Regions from separate parts of the Rattus norvegicus genome. Here region 2 is linked to region 1. The links are chromatin contacts, called in public Hi-C maps. All regions are on one chromosome and are shown on one strand. The core of a region is the stretch at or near the end of the contact, and the rest is flanking DNA. Distances in the headings are between cores, read along the strand shown. Region 1 holds the start of Grk4 (G protein-coupled receptor kinase 4). Region 2 holds the start of Tnip2 (TNFAIP3 interacting protein 2).

Region 1 (3,935 bases), core at 985-3,484:
CATTTGTATTTTCTATAATGCACACATTGGACCACGTAGAGTACAGTGTTAGCTCCTTGCAGTATGGATATTTTACCCAATTCAAAAGATATTTCCTTCAACTTAAAGATCTCACACAAACTGGATCCTTTGTAACAAAGTACAGATTAGTAGCTGTGAAGAGAAAGGCCAAGTCTTACTTATCTCCTTTACAAATATTACCAATAAGTCCATCCTGTCAATTTTCTCAAAGTAACCATGAACTGCCTTTTGCTTACTCATTTATTTTATTTATTTATTGAGACTCAACCGGAAGTTTTTGAGTCTCACTATGTAGCCCTTAAACTCAGAGCTCCACCTTTCTCGGCTTCCCCAGAGATTAAAGCCATGCAACACAAAGGGTGCTCACAAACTTCTTTTTAAAAGTCAGACGAACATCAGCAGTTACAGATAGAATTTGAAAGGAAGGTACAGTGTACTCCTGAGTTGGGGACAGAAGAACAAGGACAGAGGCTATGAGGTTATTCCCAAAAGGTACTATTCCAGTTACTTCCCAGGGGACAAGCACATGAAATTCGGAGGAAGGACATTTTCAAACACTTTAAGATCATGCTCTGTGAACCCTATCCATGGGTCGAGTGTGGTCAAAGCATACAGAACAGTGGTACAGGACAGCTCAGAGCTCAGAAGTGATGGACTCTGGCTAAGCCTTAGGCCCCAAGGTAATCAAAGAGGAGTCAAGAAGAATGTATACCTGTAAGATCCCAAGGAGGAAGAGTTTCCAGAGGAAGGGTATTTGATTATCAAGCAAAGAAGAGGCAGTGTTTTGCCTCAGTTCTGATCTTTTTGCTGGCTAGTTTAAGGCAAACTTGACACAAAGTATAGTTATCAGAAAGATGGGAATTTCAATTGGAAAAAACACCTCCACAAGACCGGCTGCAAACAGGCCTCAAGAGCAGTTTCCTAACTAGTGATTGACAGGAGAGGGCCCAGACATTGTGGGGCCACTCATGTGCTGGCGGACCTAGGTGCTTTAAGAAAGCAGGCTGAGCAAGCCATGGAAAGAAGACAGTAAGCAGCACCCCTCCATGACTTCTGCATCGGCTTCTGCCTCTAGGTTCCTGCCCTATTTGAGCTCCTGCCTTTAATTTCCTCAACGATGGGAACATAGAAGTGTAAGCCAAATAAATCGTTTTCTCCCCAAGTCGCTTTGGTCATGGTGTTTCATCACAGCAATATTAATCTTAACTTAGACAATCTCCAGGATGTATGCACAACGAATTACGCAGCTAGCCATTGGGCATAGTATACAGATCATGGTAGTGCCTGCCCCCTTACCTTCTTGATGGCCCGAGCGCGGGACACCCCGGGCAGGCCCACATCGTGGCGTGTCTTCCTGCCAAGGATCTGGAACTTCTGCCGGTTGACTTTCACTTCAAATGGATTTGGGTTAGTCTTCCCCGGGCCTCCGAACGCCCCTGCCGGCGCTTTGTGGACCTGCCTCCTCGCCCCAGTCCGCTTCGCTTTCCCCATGACATTCACTCTGCTACACTTTGGAAGACTGGGCTTGGAAGACTGGGCTTACAGACCAAGGAGCTCAAGAAACTCGTGCACAAGATGCAGATGCAAAGCCACGCCCAGCTTCGTCTCGCGTTGAGTGCGTCAGCTTCCCGTACTTCGCGAGAAATACAGGCGTTCTGGATGACACTAAACAGGCGCTCACTCTAGTTTACTGGAAAAATAGACTATAACTCCCAGAAGGCCACACTTCCTTGACTTCCTGGCGCTGGGCCTCATGGGATCTGTAGTGTCCCGAGAGCTGCCACAGTCTCCTCAGAAGCCGCCCCGAGGGGAGCTCTCGGGCTCCCTCTGGAGGAAAACCGTTACCCGGGGCCCAGCTGTCTTGTGAGTTAACTGGCGGCCGCGGCGGCGGCGGCTGCTGTAGCCGTCGCCGCCGGAGACGGCTCTCGATTTAGTAAGCTCCTCGGTGGGGTAGGGCGCGGCGAAGGTTGAGTGCCGCCCAGGACCCAGCACTGAGGAAAGTGAGAGTTACGCGCCCTGGGCCTGGGCGATGATGCTGGGAGGGTTTCGACCTACCGCGGGTCGGCGCCGATAGCGGAGGCCCCTCGCCCGGACAACAACAGGACTGGAGTCCGTTTCGAGCCTCCCCTTGTCCTAACTAAGCGCCGGCGGCGACGGCGACGGCGACGGCGACGACGGCGCTCTTGGTGGGAGTGGTGGCGACGCCAGAGGAGGCGGAGGAGGAGGCGACAGAGGCGGTCAAGCATCCCGAAGCCCTGTAGCTCAAAGGACAAGGGATGCCCGGAGGGTGCACCAGTGGCGTTAGGATCTCCTCCCCGGCAGCCTTCCCTGCCTCAATTGCCTGGACCCAGAAAAGTTCGACGCCGGAAACCGCGGCATCGACGGCGCAGGCGGGGGATCATGGAACTGGAGAACTTCATGGCCAACACTTTGTTGCTGAAGGCTCGTCAAGGTGGGTGCACCCCAGGCTCCTGGTCTCCCCGCAGGTAGCGCCTCCTAGGAGCTCCAGTCTTTGTGAGAATCCTGATCTCTGTGGAACCTTTACATAAGGGAGTTTTGATCCTACTAGAACAAATTCTGAGTTGGATTTGCTGCTTGCTGGTGTCAACAAATGATTCTGGGCTAACTTTTGTTGTGTTTTTAAACAGTAGCGCTAGGCTACTCAATCAGCACTAGGGGCTTAAGTTCCATTCCATTCTCAGCGCTGCTAATCTGAAAGACAGAGTATGGAAAGGTATGCATTGCACACTTTCTAGGGTTTCTTGATTACCCGGGCAAAAGTGCCTGGGAAGTAGATGCTATTACGAAGCTTCAGTGTGTTCACCTTACAGAATGTGAAGTATATTCTTTGAGAAAAACTAACGAGTAACAGAGAAATGTTTTTTATCTTTTTTTGTTTGTTTCTTTGTTCCTATTAAAAATTGTTTTTAGCGCCATTACAAGTCCATTTATGCCCCCAGTGATTTTCAGGAAGAAGAATCTTAATTGGAACATATAACTATTTTCAATACTGGAAACACTAAAAAGAAACATTGTAAGAAATTTCTTAAATTATAGTGAGTGTTGTCCAGAATTAGATACCAAACTAAGGGATTTGAAATCCTTGTGAGCTAGGGCAGTTGAGAGGAGGCTTGATGCAGAAAGATCCTAAGTACAATGGCAGTCTAGGCTTCAAGACTACAGACTATGGAGTAGTGGAGACTAAAGGTATAATCAAAGAAACAAACAAACAAATGCAAAAAAGCCATCTGTCAATATTTTTTAATTAATACTATTATTCAAAATAATACTTAAAAGTAAGAACAGAACGAGTGGGAAGAGAACTAGGTCTTGGCTTTCTTTCTTTTTTTCTTAAGAATTATTTACGCATATGTATACACTGTAGCTGTCTTCAGACACACCAGAAGAGGGTATTCGATTCTATTATCAATGGTTGTGGGCCACCATGTGGTTGCTAGGAATTGAACTCAGGCCCTTTGGAAGAGCAGTCAGTGCTCTTAACCCCTGAGCCATCTCTCCAGCCCCTTGGTTTTCTCTTAAGGCAGTTAGGACAGCCTCGGAAGTATGCACTCTTTTCTCTCTCAGTAAACAGTTGACTGTTCTTGTCTCTCATTCCAAATTCCAATTGGTCCTTAAAGGGGATTCTTAGTGGAAATAAAATTTGATGAATTTTAAGTTTCTCTTTCCTTCCTATCTGGGTACAGTGTCTGAGAATAGGGAGTATTACATTAGGTTTTATTATAATGGTGGAGAGATTAAATAATGGTGTAGATATTTTAAAAACCCACAAGAACCTGGTTTCAATCACCAACGTCTATGCAAAAAACCAGGGCATGGTGCTTATAATCCCAACTGTGGGAAGCAAAGACATATGGCATATGGATAACACACACACACACACAGAGAGAGAGAGA
Region 2 (3,935 bases), core at 937-3,436, 150 kb before region 1:
GAAAAGGAAAAAGAAATCTAGTTGCAGTGGTAATCTTGGAAACAATATTATCTTTTACCAGCTGCTCCCCTGTCAGGCTTACTGTCCATGGGGGAAAACCAAGATAGCCATGGACCAAATGGAATAACATGCCAGCATTCCTCCAAATGTGGGGCAAGGTAGTCAGATAGAGGCGACTGCTACAGGAAAGTGTTATCACGCATTTCAGTTTTGTGTGCTTGTGGAACCAAGTAATAACAAATGACAAGGAGAACCAAGTAAGAATTTACATATTCTCAGATTGGCATCTGCTGCTTCTTCCAATATAATACCAAATACCAACCAAATCCCAATATAATACTAAATATAACACCAAATACCAACCAAACACCAATATAATACTAAATATAACACCAAATACCAACCAAAAACGTGGGTCTTTTCTCTCAGAGTCCCAGTCTTCAGAACCCTATGCATCTCTCAGGTTCCTGGCACTCCGCACAGGATTCAGAAACTCACATTCCACAGAAGACCTCCCTTCACAGAACACAAGAACCAAGACCTGCACTGCCCCCTCAGAGCCAACACAAACACAATGGAACCTGTACACATTCCTCAAAGAGCAATGCCTGTCAGGATGTCCTTGAGACCCTCTTGACCCCATGCCTCACTCATGTCCTTTAGAGCCTCTAGTGTCTGTCCCTCAGAACCCTACCTACAGAACCCTGAACACCACCCCTCCCAGAACTCCATCTTCGTCAATCCTGGTGCCCCACTGGTGTGGCTTGAATAAGAAAGCGCCAGGTTCAGATACTTGCATTTTTCATCATCCAGAAGTAGCACTATTTGAGAAGGATTGAGACATGTGGCCTTGGAGGAACTATGTCACTGGAGATGGGCTTTGAGGTCTCAAAAGCCCACACCAGGCCCTGTGTCTCTCTCTGACTGTGGATCAGGATGTAGCTCTCAGCTACTTCTTCAGCACCAAGCCTGTCTGCATGCTGCCACACTCCCCACCATGATGATAATGAACTAACTCTCTGAAACTGTAAGCCAGCGCCCAATTAAATGCTTTCTATTATAAGAGTTGCCCTTGGTCATGATGTCTCTTCAAAGTAATAAGCAGTGATTAAAGCCGCTACACACCCCTTTGGGACCCAGAGCACATATTGGAGAAGCTCACTACCAACAGAACCATGTGTTCAAGGCTACCTCAGAACATTATGCCCCACAGATCCCTGCACTCTCGGATCCCTCACATTCCTCAGACCTCTGCCCCCATGGAATTTCATGAGCAAGTTTCCCACAGCAGCACCCCCAAAGTCGAGAGACCCAGGGGGTCTGTCCCAAATTAACCTCCATCACATGTTCCTCAGAACTGCTCATAACCTCAACAGAATGTCAGGACTTGGTACTCCTCAAACGTCACACTTCTGCCACCCTGGTGCTCACCAGAACCCTGTGCCCCAGAGACTCCTGCTCAACTCTGCCTAACTCTCCGGCCTACGAATGAATCTCGAAGTGCTCAGTATCCTGAACTACCCAGACTCTCGCCTTCAGACCCCAATCCCTCAGGATTCCCTGCGCCTCAGATCCCCACGCCCTTCAGACCCTGAAACCTCAGGACCCAGAGCTCCTTAGGACCCACTTGCCTCAGGATCTCGTGTCCCTTATAACTCAGCTCCTTTCAAACCCCAGCGCACCCCTTAAACCACCATGCTCCAGACCTCGAGCTCTTCAGACCCGCACCTCGAGCCTCATACCCTCGGGACCCTCAAGACCTCGCGCACCTCTGGACTCAGTGTCACACTCTCCAACAAGCTCCCTAGGCCACCTTGGGCAACAGCTCTTGCCCTCCCCGCACCTGCCGCAGTTGGGACTCCGAGGCACCATCCTCCTGTCGCCGCAGCTGCTCACGGAAGCGCTCCACCTGATCCAGAAGTGCGTCCACAAGTGATGGTGCCGTGTGCCCTTCCAGAGCCGCGAGGCGGGTGCGGAGGCTCGCGATAAGGGCGTCACGCGCAGCCAGCTGATCCTTCAGGAGCTGTAGTTGCTGGCCTGCCTCGTGGTACAGGCCACAGAGCGCTGAGGCCGCGCTCGGGGCCTCGTCCTGTCTACCAGACCTTGCGTCCCCAGACGACATAGCTGTGGGCCTTCCGTGGGGACTTGGGCGTCTCCAACTTCTCTAGGCTGCGGGAGCGATAACCAGCCTTCCCGGAACTTTTCCCGCCCCGCCCACTCCCTGAGCCTAATCCGCTTCCACCTACAGCTGGCTCCGCCTCGCCCTCTGCCCAGAGTCTGACTCCGCCCCCGCACACAGCTGGCTCCGCCTCGCCCTCCGCTGGGAGTCTGACTCCGCCCCCGCCCACAGCTGTCACCGCCCCTCTCTCTCGATGATCTCACTTTCTCTTGACGTGCCAGCTCCCTTCTAGGTGCTGTCTGCCCCACAGTCTTAGACTTGTCACCACGGCCCTATTCCCTGCGTCTGAGGTATTTTCCTGGAGTCAGATCCCATCTGTGACCAGGGTTTGGGGTTAGGTATCCTCTGGTACAGCAGCTGAAGAAAAGCAAATAAATCCAAGGACTTCAGACATTGGACATGAAGTGTGGTCAGGTTTCATTGGCGGGGCTCCTTCCTCTTCAGGGACTTGACTTGTGTTTCTTCATACAGGGACACTGAGCTCACAGTACATGGTGGACCCCAGAGCCAGCCACCAAACGCCAGCATGCCCCTAAATTCGAGTTAGGATGGCCTTAGCGCTAGAAACTGTTCTTCAAGCAGAAGACAGGAGGGCGCTGGCCCTTCCCTTCCCACAGCTTCCATACAAACCCTATTTTTCCTCTGGGAAGTCTCTCCTCCGTGAAGATCTTTCAAAGGCTCCTTGCTAAGATCTCATGGAAGTCCTCTCCCTAGGTGAGGATGTGTTTCTTCTCTGCTCAGTCTCCTTCTCAGTATCCTGTCTGCTCACAGCCAAGCTCTGGTTGAACCTGCAGGAACACACTCCCTTGCAAGTATCAAACTATATGCAAAGCCAGACCTCACCAAGAATTTATAGGATGGATACTAGGAGTCACGGACCTGGCTCACTTATGTTCAGCTCCTTCTTAGCCTTCAGAGCCAAAACTCCAGTCAGAAGCGATGCATCGCAGCTGCTGCCTTCCCTACCTGGTAGGGGTGTTATCACACTAGAGAATAGGTGTGTATTTTTTTTTCTATTACTGTGACAAAATGCCAGGACCAAGGCAGTTTATAGAAGCATTTAAGTGGGATTAAGGGTCAGATGTTTAAAGCTGAGAGCTCATATCTTGATCCCCAAGCAGGAGGCAGAGAGCATGCTGAAGTCTCAAAATCTCTCTGCCCAAGTGACATGGCTCTTCCAACAAGGCCATACCTTTTTTTTTTTTTTTTTTTTTCCGGAGCTGGGGACCGAACCCAGGGCCTTGCACTTGCTAGGCAAGCGCTCTACCACTGAAAGGCCATACTTTTAAATCCTTCCCAACCTTACATGAGTCCCTAATTGGGGACCAAGTATCCAAACAGGAACCTATGGGAGCTGCTCTCATTCAAACTTCCACATATTAGACGATTGTCCAGCACAACCATTGCTGTGGCCATGCAGGGTGCATCTTGACTGACCAAGGCAGTTGTGGGATGAAAGAGAAGGGGGGGGGGTACCACACAGAAGACCCTGGCCCTGAGTGGATATGTGGCTTTAACTGTTCACTTACTGCCGTGTGTAGCCTAGGGTAGGTCACTCAAGTGCTTTTGAGCCTCGTTGTGAACTAACCGCAAAATAGACATCAAACAACAAAGAAACTTATTCAAATGCTCCTGTGTCACAAGTGTTTGAAGTTCAAAAGCGTTGATTTACAGAGGTGCACATAACTGAGAGAACCTTCCTCTAAAAAGGAGTACTCTTGATGGCACACACTTTCGATCCCAGCACTCAGAGGCA

Evidence for each region. A called contact is a pair of places that touch in the nucleus more often than the background predicts.
Region 2: a Hi-C map of prefrontal cortex shows a contact between it and region 1, with 3 times the contacts expected there. The contact joins the promoter of Tnip2 here to the promoter of Grk4 in region 1. A contact is called at or near these places in 7 of 12 Hi-C or Micro-C datasets (kidney, liver, mammary epithelial cells and 2 more) and 1 of 1 datasets of contacts at active chromatin or transcription factors (oligodendrocytes).

The regions. Positions count from the first base shown.
Region 1 is chr14:80,303,591-80,307,525 of GRCr8, reverse strand. Grk4 (G protein-coupled receptor kinase 4) reads left to right here and starts at 2,234. Exons shown (of 16, transcript NM_022928.1): 1 at 2,234-2,473. The coding sequence starts at 2,422. Nop14 (NOP14 nucleolar protein) reads right to left here and starts at 1,614. Exons shown (of 18, transcript NM_001394594.1): 1 at 1,318-1,614. The coding sequence starts at 1,512.
Region 2 is chr14:80,451,187-80,455,121 of GRCr8, reverse strand. Tnip2 (TNFAIP3 interacting protein 2) reads right to left here and starts at 2,186. Exons shown (of 6, transcript NM_001394684.1): 1 at 1,844-2,186. The coding sequence starts at 2,122.